Regions from separate parts of the Mus musculus genome. Here all the other regions are linked to region 1. The links are chromatin contacts, called in public HiChIP or PLAC-seq and Micro-C maps. All regions are on one chromosome and are shown on one strand. Each heading gives the region's core, a stretch centred on a gene start, on an enhancer-like site or on the middle of the called end of the contact. The rest is flanking DNA. Distances are from core to core; before and after follow the strand shown.

Evidence for each region. A called contact is a pair of places that touch in the nucleus more often than the background predicts. HiChIP or PLAC-seq counts read pairs in DNA pulled down with a chosen protein or histone mark.
Region 2: a contact with region 1 is called in an H3K27ac HiChIP or PLAC-seq map of differentiating embryonic stem cells, with 2.9 times the contacts expected there. The contact joins the enhancer-like site here to the promoter of Fabp3 in region 1. A contact is called at or near these places in 1 of 15 datasets of contacts at CTCF or cohesin (embryonic stem cells), 3 of 484 Hi-C or Micro-C datasets (cerebellum, cerebral cortex and embryonic stem cells) and 5 of 115 datasets of contacts at active chromatin or transcription factors (bone marrow-derived macrophages, differentiating embryonic stem cells, embryonic basal ganglia and 2 more).
Region 3: a Micro-C map of embryonic stem cells shows a contact between it and region 1, with 4 times the contacts expected there. The contact joins the promoter of Khdrbs1 here to the promoter of Fabp3 in region 1. A contact is called at or near these places in 2 of 39 promoter capture datasets (hippocampal neurons and liver), 1 of 484 Hi-C or Micro-C datasets (embryonic stem cells) and 7 of 115 datasets of contacts at active chromatin or transcription factors (astrocytes, differentiating embryonic stem cells, embryonic forebrain and 3 more).

The regions. Positions count from the first base shown.
Region 1 is chr4:130,307,394-130,310,458 of GRCm38.p6, forward strand. Fabp3 (fatty acid binding protein 3, muscle and heart) reads left to right here and starts at 1,345. Exons shown (of 4, transcript NM_010174.2): 1 at 1,345-1,457. The coding sequence starts at 1,385. Gm10570 (a long non-coding RNA gene) reads right to left here and starts at 312. Exons shown (of 4, transcript XR_868203.3): 1 at 230-312; 2 at 1-91.
Region 2 is chr4:129,793,740-129,796,999 of GRCm38.p6, forward strand. No RefSeq gene overlaps it. Among named protein-coding and RNA genes, the nearest start is that of Ptp4a2, 25 kb to the right of the region's middle. Within about 2 kb of position 1,777, at least 257 of the 459 cell types and tissues checked have an H3K27ac peak or open chromatin away from gene starts, as enhancers often do. A contact at or near this core is called in bone marrow-derived macrophages, cerebellum, cerebral cortex and 3 more, where this site is marked.
Region 3 is chr4:129,741,041-129,744,130 of GRCm38.p6, forward strand. Khdrbs1 (KH domain containing, RNA binding, signal transduction associated 1) reads right to left here and starts at 1,263. Exons shown (of 9, transcript NM_011317.4): 1 at 739-1,263. The coding sequence starts at 1,120.

The DNA.
Region 1 (3,065 bases), core at 95-2,594:
GGCTCAGACTGGCCCCCAACTCAGGAATCTCTTGCCTCCAGGTGCAGGTGCCGTATTAACTGTTGGCTCAAGCCAGAGCAGCGGCACACAGCTGTAACCCAGGAGACAGAGGCAGGAGAATCTTTAGTTCAAGGTCAACCCCTGCTACACATTGAGATGCTGACTTGGTAATAATTAAACAGAAACTGCTGAACTAAGGAATAGGCTCCACTGAGGTTCCCTTACTCACCTGTAAAAAGGGGATGATACCACCTACCAACGAAAAAGTTGAGTGTGACCATGCCCTGAAGTAGGCTACAACCATCAATAGTCGGGTCTTATTTAATAACGTACTTTAAGGTGACAAGCAGTCTAGTGGCAGAAGTCAGGGGAAAAAACTGACTTCAGCAGAGGGTCGCGGCTTTCCGGGAGTTAAGGTGGCCGAGGCCGGAAGAACCCTCTGAATAGACAAATTGTCTTCGCGGAGTGAAGAACGACCCTGGCACAAGCTCAGAGGTCAGTAAATAAAGCCTGAAGCGCTTTCAGGCAGCGGCGACGGGTGGGACTGCGGAGAAAGGCGCAGGCGGGAGACATTCCGCAGGGAGGGGCTAGCACGTGTGGGGCTAGCATGAGGGAAGCAAGGTCACGTTCTCCGCCAGCAGGTGAGGCGCTGGGCAGCTCAGCCATCCGCGGTGTCCAAGGCAACTCTTTTCCACTTGTCTGGTAGGAGCAAGAGGGCTCAAAGGCCACTAGACCATGCTCTCTGTCCAGGCTCCAATTCTTTTTTACTTACGGCGACCGCGTCATTCCTCTCCGAGCCTCTGAGCCTCTTCTACAAGAAGAGGACATAGGACCGTTGAGATGGGTTTTTGGGTAAAGGCCCTTGCTGTCAAGCCTTGACAACCCCAGTTTGATACGTGGGACCCACACGGTGGAAGCAGAGAAGGGACTCCCGCGAGTTACAACGAACGCCCCAGTCTCCCACCCCTTCCCCATAAGTACGCCTACACGAGCATACACAATATAAGAATAAAACCACAGCGAATTAAAAAACAAGGCGGCAGAAGGATCAAGCGGCGTTTCTCCAGCGTGGCACCAGCTCAAGGGCGAGTTTCCTTTCAGTATGGCCGGGGGATGCTCTACTTGGGTTGCGGGAAGCGCCCCGCAGCCAGGCCAGGGATGGGTTAGATGGCACCAACAGGACCGCGGGCGCCGCTGACGTAGGCGACGGGAGGGCTGTGGGGGATGGGCCCCAGCCCTTTGCGGGAGTGCAAGCCCCGGCTTCCTATTTCGGGAGCGAGGGGTGTGGGCCACTTTCATCATGTGATGCGAGGGCTATTTAAAGAGGCTGTCCAGCCGGGAGCTGCGGTTCTCAGTGCCTGCTCGCCTCCTCACTCATCGCACCATGGCGGACGCCTTTGTCGGTACCTGGAAGCTAGTGGACAGCAAGAATTTTGATGACTACATGAAGTCACTCGGTGAGCGAACGAACGGCGCAGGATCTAGGGTCAGGAGGGCCGGCAAGGCGGTCTTGGCGCTGAGCTCCCAGGGGGAGTGCCCCCATGTGCCTCCCGCAAGCTCCTAGCCAGTCCAGACAGGGAATACTGAGGTGCGGAGGGTGGCCTGGGCTGAAGCCACTCCACTCCACCCCACCCCACCCCGGCCTCCTGGGAGGGGGGTGTCGCGGTCCAAGCTTGGCGAGCCTCGTAGCTGGAGGGGAAGGGTAGAGGCAGCTGTGGCCGCAGAGGTCCGGGATGGGAGGCTTTCTAGGAAGCAGTGTAGGTGATCCGGAGGTGGAAAGGGGAGGGAAAGAAGGGCGGGAGGCTGGCCGCAGGAGAAGGCAAAGAGGAGCATGGTGGTCCAGAAATTGAATTCCGAAAGGGAATAGAGCAGATAGGAGTGTACAGAGCCTGGAGGAAGACTAAAGAAAATCAGTGAATTCCATCTGGGAAGAGGTGAAGATACAGCCAGGCAGTCAGCAACAAGCCCTACCCCTCCATGTTGGGGTAGTGAAGAGGCCTCTCTCTGGAAGATGCCCTGGTTCTCACCAGCCTGACCTTCACCTACAGTGTGTGCAGCCACCCCTGGGATCAGTCGGAGACGCTGCTGCTAGAGCAGGGCAAGACGACCACTACACATAGGCTTCCCGGCCGCACCAGTCGGCCACCGGATCAGTGCTGGGGATAGGGTGAAGAAAGCCTGGGATCGAGCAGAGGGTGTCAGAAGAAAGGTGAAGAGCTATGAAGGGAGAGTGTGGCTTGGGGCTGGGGAAATTGTGTGGTGTGGGCGGTGACACAACGCCTTTAACCAGCACTCTGGGAAGCAGAGGCAGGTGAATCTCCCGAGTTCTAGGCCTGGTCTATACAGAGAGAATTCCAGGACAGCCAGGACTACACAGAGAAACCATGTCTTGAAAAAAAAAAGAAAGGAAGAGTCCCATGATTTACTTAATAGGAAGACAGCTTGGGACACATGAGCTCATCGCCTCATAGGAAAGCCCAGGATTTCTTTTTGAAGACTGAACTAGAGCCTTGTGCATGCCCCCTACTGCTGAGTTATACTCCCCACTCACACACACACACACACACACCCTCTTTTTACTCTGTGTAACAGGTTCTCACTAACTTCCCCAGGTTGGCTTTGATCTTGTAACCTGCCATCTCGGCCTTCCAAATAGTTGAGAACCCAGAACTACCTAGAGTTCTTCCCATTTCAACAGTGGGGAATGTCACATGAACCACTTATCCAAGACGGCCCCAGCCCTTCCTTTCTTGCCTTGAGCTTAGATAAAGACCTCTACCTGCGGAGTCCCTGGCTATATCATCCTGGTCTAGGAGGCTGGGGCAGGGAAAACAGGACTGTGTCATGCCTGAGCTAGCTTCCACTCCGTCTTCCCCGGGAAGGAGGGCTGGAATCGGACATGTTGAGGGATGTGTGTAGTTGCCTCTCACCTACTTCCAGCTCTTCTCTGAAACAGGCCCACAAAGCAATTTGTCCTTTTGGTTTGGGGAATGGAACCCAAGGCCCTTTGCCCGTGCTAAGCAAGCACTGCGACTGCTGAACCACATCTCCAGACAGGGCTCCCA
Region 2 (3,260 bases), core at 527-3,026, 510 kb before region 1:
GAAGATGGGGGTTGGGGTGTCAATTCTTCCAGCAATGGGGTATGTGGGGTGGAAGGGAAGAGAGTAATTTAAAAGCAAAGGTCCAGCACCCAGGAGGCAGGAGGCAGGAGGATCTCTGTGAGGTTAAGGCCAGCCTGAGTTCCAGCCAGAGCTACAAAGTGAGACTCTTGTCTTTTCAAAAAACAAAACAAAACAAAACAAAACAAAAGCCGAGTTGACGTCAAACCAGGGGAAGGCGTGGCTGTTGGCCAGAGAGCCAGGTGTCACTGACTCCTTACTGTGGGAAGTCCCAGAGCCTAGGAAGGACCCAGGTGTCAGGTGCTGGCTTGCTCATTGGAGGGGCCTGCAGTGGGAACTGTCCTATGAGAAGGCCTGTGGCTGTGGCTGGGTTTTCCCCTCTGCATTGAGTTTCCTTGATCTCCTGATTATCTTGGGCTGGTTTTGCTGCATGACTCAGGAGCTTGAGCAAGCTGAGGTACTAGGTTTCACAGCTGTGGGGGTGGGGAAGCCTGATCTCTACTGATATCTGGGAAGCAGTCATTAGATATTGACGAAAGCATCACTGTTGGGCCCCTGGCTTCAGAAAAGACTCTCTAAGCCTTGATTCCTAAGTAAAATAAAAATAAAATAAGAGAGCCGGGCGTGGTGGCGCACGCCTTTAATCCCAGCACTTGGGAGGCAGAGGCAGGCAGGTTTCTGAGTTCGAGGCCAGTCTGGTCTACAAAGTGAGTTCCAGGATAGCCAAGGCTACACAGAGAAGCCCTGTCTCAAAAAAAAAAAAAACAAAACAAAACAAAAAACAAAATAAATAAATAAACAAGAATACCATTATCTGATGCAGTGGCGCTCAACCTGTAAGGGGCGGTCGCGAGGGCACACACACACACCCCCACCCCCACCCCAGGAGTCGCATATCAGATAGCCTGTGTAACAGATACTTACATTATTAGCAGTAGCAAAATTCTAGTTATGAATTAGCAGTGAAATAATTTTATGGCGGGGGAGGGGGGTCACCACAACACGAGGAACTATATTAAAGGGTTGCTGCTTTAGGAAGCTTGAGAACCACTGCTCTAATGGCTGTTGTGAGATTGCAAACATTGCCAGGAAAGGTTCTGATCTGCGAGGTGAACTATCACCGTACTCCTTTTTTGCCCGGAGGAAGTGAAGAGTCTAAGGAAATGACTTGCCTGGGACAGCTAGCAAATACCTGCCGGAATCCTAAGTCCCGAGCCACTATGCACGTCTAAGGATGTCTGCAGGAGGCCTATCCGGTCAAGCCTGTGGTTGAGGAGCAAGCGGCCCCTCCGAAGAGAGTCTTGGGCAAATAGCTAGAAAACAAGGCCCTTGCAAGTAGCTGCTTTTCTGTTGGGAATTCTGGCAAAGAAGAGATGAGCCTCTAAGCTGCCTCTGCGGCTCCTTCACTGGAGACCCCTTTTGGTAGCCTCCTCCGCACCGCTCAGATAAAGAGTCTATTTATTAGCTTTCCCCAGAGCGGGCCTGCAGAGCGGGAAGCGGGTTCTGGCATGAGGTAGAAGTCAGCCTCTCAGCCAAGCCTCCTCCTTTCGGTCTACCTTCCTTAGCCCTCTCCCTGGATTCCCCTGACACTGGCTTTCTCTCTCCGGTATCCCTGAGCCCAGGGCGGAGTATCACGTTCTTCCTAAACTGTCCGTGGAGCAGGGACAGCTTTGCGCGCTGCCTGCCACTGCACACACTTCCAAAGGTTTCTGTGGAATTCAGGCTTCAGTAAACACTTGAGGAGGAGGAAGTGGGCCAAGAAATGAGTGTAAGATTACATCAGGGCTGACGCACACCCTGCCCACCCCCCTCCGGTCTTCTGAGACGCCTTCCCTCCTTGGTGGGTGGGGGGGCAGGGCACAGATGCAGCCCCTGGACCAGCCCCAAGCCATCTTTTTTCCCTTTGGCCTAGGGGAGTGGCTAGTGCTGATGAAAAGGGGAATGCTGAGGAGGGGGCCTTAGAGGTGAACTGTATCCTCCATGACCTGGAAGAGAGCTAGCTAACAGCAAGCTGGAGAGAAAGCAAAAGTGAAGTGGCCAAAGGAAAGAGTCCAAAAAGGCTGCGAAGCTGTGTTTTGGAAGTGTCTGCCAGAAGCTAGGCTCCATGCGGGAAATGATAACAACAGTGGTATCCAGCTTAGGAAGCAGCGGCTGCTTGGTCGGGGACTCCGTTTCGGAAGCATTTACCTTTTGTGTAAGGACCCTGGGTGGTTTATATGTCCTTGTACTGAATTCCAGCAACACCCCTCGGGATTGGTGTGGTTAGCATCAACCATCCTTTTACAAATAAAGACAGGGAAGGGCTAAAGTTCAGAGCTATCTAAGGTTACTAAATTGGGCTTTGGGTAGTCTCGGTTTGGGTCTGGGTCTGTCTGCTGAGTGTGTTTTGTGTTTGTTTTTAAGGCAGGGACTTGCTGAGAATTCCAGGCAAACTTTAAACTCATGACCCCTGCTGTGGCCTCCTGAGTCCCAGGATTAAAGGCAAGGACCATTGCAGGCGCCATTGCGCGACTCTAATGCTCACCCTTAGCTTTGCTGAGCCCACACAGTTAACTCCCAAGTGCCTGGCTCTTCCTGAGTCCCTCTCAGTTTAGTTTGGGTTTCCCATCTTTCTGTCTCCCCAGGACGTGATAGAGCCAGCCTAGACAGACCTGGTGGCCAGCTGAGGCAGGATTGCTAGTTCAAGGTTATGCAGTGAGACACCATCTCAAAATGAAAAATAATGAAAAGATGGAGGATATAGCTCAACTTAGTAATACAGGGCTTGCTAGCAAGCATTGGGCCCGGAATACAATCCCAGGCACAGAGATAGTGATAGAGACAGACAGACATAGATAAATGGATAGACAGATAGACAGACAGACATAGAAAATGTGGTACATTTACACAATGGAGTACTAGTCAGCTATTAATAATGATGAATTCATGAAGTTCTTAGGCAAATGGATGGAACTAGAAAATATCATCCTGAGTGACATAACCCAATCACAAAAGAACACACATGGTATGCACTCACTGATAAGTGGATATTAGCCCAGAAGTTTAGAATACCCAAGATACAATTCATGGACCACATGAAGCTCAAAAAGAAGGAAGACCACAGTGTGGATACTTCAATCTTTCTTAGAAGGGGGATCAAAATACCCAGGGGAAGAGATACAGAGACAAAGTTTGGAGCAGAAACTGAAGAAAGGCCATCTAGTGACTGCCCCACCTGGGGATCCATCCCATATACAGTTACC
Region 3 (3,090 bases), core at 13-2,512, 570 kb before region 1:
AAAAGACCAATTTCTCGTTCATCTCACGCAAAAGAACCTGCCTGCCGCCCCTTACCTCCCTCTATCATTTCTTTCTACGGTCTCCTGGGCTATCACAACCCCCCCCCCACACACACACACACTTTTGCATAACTTCAGAAACACATTTCAAAATAAAACAGAGAAACCATCCGGGTCTGCAGCAATTCTTACTCGACAGGCCGAAATGGAAAGCTTGGCTTGAGAAAACCTCAAGCTCACGGATTCTCTCGTCGCCCCGACCTCTAATGAACTTAAACCCGAGTTCCCGCTAAATCCCGCCCCGCTCCGTAGATGCGCTGTGCGGGACCGGCATTCCGGCTATCTCTACCTTACACCCCAGGTCTCCATCACCCGCGATTCCCCCCCCCAAATGTTTCCTCTTTGGGAAAGCGGGGAGAAATAGGTTCATTTCTGTTAAGAGCCGGCCCTTGGCGCGCGGGGCAACTACTACGGGAGGAGAAGGGGGCGGGAGCACGGTACTATCCATCAAGCTCTCCGCGCTCTGAGATCGCGAGTCCTCTTCGGGCCTCGTCCGTGGCTCAGAAATCTTCCCTTACACCCTGAGCCCGGGTGGGACTGTGGGTGCAGAATCTCGAAGGCCAGGTCGAGATGACAACTCTCGATGCCCGGGCTCCGAGGGGGTGGGAGCAAGAACAAAGCGGCGGCCACCCACAGTCAGGACCGGGAGACCCAGAGGACCCGCCAAGAACCGCTTACCTACGGACAGCAGCTGCATGGCGTGAGTGAAGGACGGGTCGAGCGAGTCCTTCTCGGCCATGAGTTCAGGCAGGTACTTATTCTCCGGCTCCATCTTGACCGCGGCTGTGGCTGACGGGGGCAGCAGCGGGGTCGGCGCGGAACCCACCACCGTCGCGTCGGGACCAGGGGTGGAGGGAGGCAGCAGCGGCGGCGGCTGGGTGGCGGGCGAGGCCCGAGCGCCTCCTCTGGGCCCACCTCCCCCTCCCCGGGGCCGGTGAGGAAGCGGCGACGGCCGAGACGGGGTCAGACGCACCGAGGGGTGGGCACCTGACGGGTCCTTGGAGCAGCTGCGGCCCGAGGACCGGGTGAGGCGCGAGGCAGGATCGTCCCGGCGCTGCATCGGGGATGATGGGTGGCGAGCGAACGAGCGAGGAAGCGACGCGGCGGCAGCTGAGGCCCGAGCGGCGGTTGGCGGGGGTGGAAGAACAGGAGCGACAGCGACCGAAGCCGACCCGAGCGACCCAGCGAGAGAGCACCGGAAATGAGGCGGCGCGCGTGCGCAGGCGCCTACCGGCACCGCCCTTGAGTTTCTCCGCGGAGAACAAAGTCCCCAGTTGGACCACGGCGCCTGCGCCGACTGAAGACGTCGCCTCCCCGCTTGGGCTCCGAGCTTAGGGCGCCTGCGCGGGCGCCCGCCGCCTTCCTTCATTTCTTTTTCTTTTCCACGTGACCCGGCGCTAGCGGTACACGTGTCTCCCCTCCCCCTCCCCCGGGCGGAGTGCGCGGAGGGGGCGGGCGCCGTGGAATGTCTTTGTCTGCGCTCGGGCCCGCGGAGTGTGCGGCAGGAGACCTGTTATTCGTGCGCCACGCCTCCTTCAACGGCCGAGCCTGGGGAGGTCCCCGAGGGAGCGGTGCCCCGGAGTGGAATCGGGGGCCGCCCCTCCAACCGGGAAATGAAAAGAACGCTTCTGGAGAGAGGGGGACGCGAGGGTTAGAGCCAAGTGAAGCCGGAAGAGAGGGAAAGACTGCGCGAGCGAACGGGATGGGAAGATGGGGATGCGGGCGGGCGTGGTGGGAGGGAGGAGGCTGACCCAGAGATAAGTGATGAGTGTGCGAAAGGGAAGCCAGGAATGGGGAATGCTGTGTGTTGCAGAACTGAAACTCAGAAGGAGTCGAAGGGGTCAGTCAGAGACGCAAAGACCGGAAGAAAAGGGCTCCCTCCATACCCAAGTAGGGCATCCAGGAAGTCAGTCGGCAAGATTTCCATTAGAGCAGGTTCAAAACTAGTGAGAGAATTATTAAAAGATGCATTTGGGGTCGGGTCAACTGGTAATGCTGCTTATCACCTGTTTTTGGAGTCCCCGGCTTGTTGGCTTGTTCCCCACCCACTCATCCCCGGTAAATTCCAAATTTTCTCTCTCTCTCTCCTTCCAACCCCGCCTACTCAGAAAGCCTCAGAACACAAAAAGGCGCCAAAAAATCCAGTCCTGAATTCCTGACTGTACTAATCCTCATCTTTAGTCACCAGCCACCCAAGCCCCACCCTAGATGACCATACCTGGGCACAAGCCCAGCTTGTGGTAGACTTGTCATTTTCTTCGCCTACAATCTATCAAAAAAGTACCAGCCATACTCTGCCCCCGACCTCTGAGGCTGGTGGACTCACCCGGGAACCCATTTCCAAATAGATATGCCTTTTTAAAAAAAATTATTCTTGAATTAGCTTATTTCGTTGGGGGTGGAGGGGACTATTATCAACCTGAGTTCTAGCCCCAGGCCCAAAATAGGAGAGAACCAGCTCTCCCAAGTTTTCTGACCTCTACTTGCACATAGAGGCCTTCATGTCCAGCCATACTAAGGGGATGAGGTGGTTATGCATCCTAGCGCTGAGGAGGAAAAGCCACAGAATTACCTCATGTTTGAGACAAGTCTGGCCTACATACACAGCACAGCTACAGGCCACCTAGGACAGGCCACCCTGTCCCCCAAAAACAAACTAAGAAGCATCTTATATTAGGTCTCTGACAAACTGCAGTCCTAGCACCTGTTAGACTGAATTGTTTTGTTGCCACCTTCTGTTTATTCTGTAAAACGGTGACTCCAGGGCCAGTCCTTAGCCCATGTTGGCTGCCTAGTTCTCAGAGCTCCTAGTACTCCTGCTCTGAATGCTGGTCCTTCACAAGGGATCCCCCTGCACTCTTTCAAAAAGACAAATACTTTCATTTTTCCTTAACACGTGTTTTCACTGCAGAGTCAGTGACTCACTCTCTAACCCAGAGTGGCTTTGAACTCAAAACAACTCAGTCTTAATCTTCAGAATACTGGAATAACAAGACATAAATCACCATGAGACAGATAGTACTGCTGTAA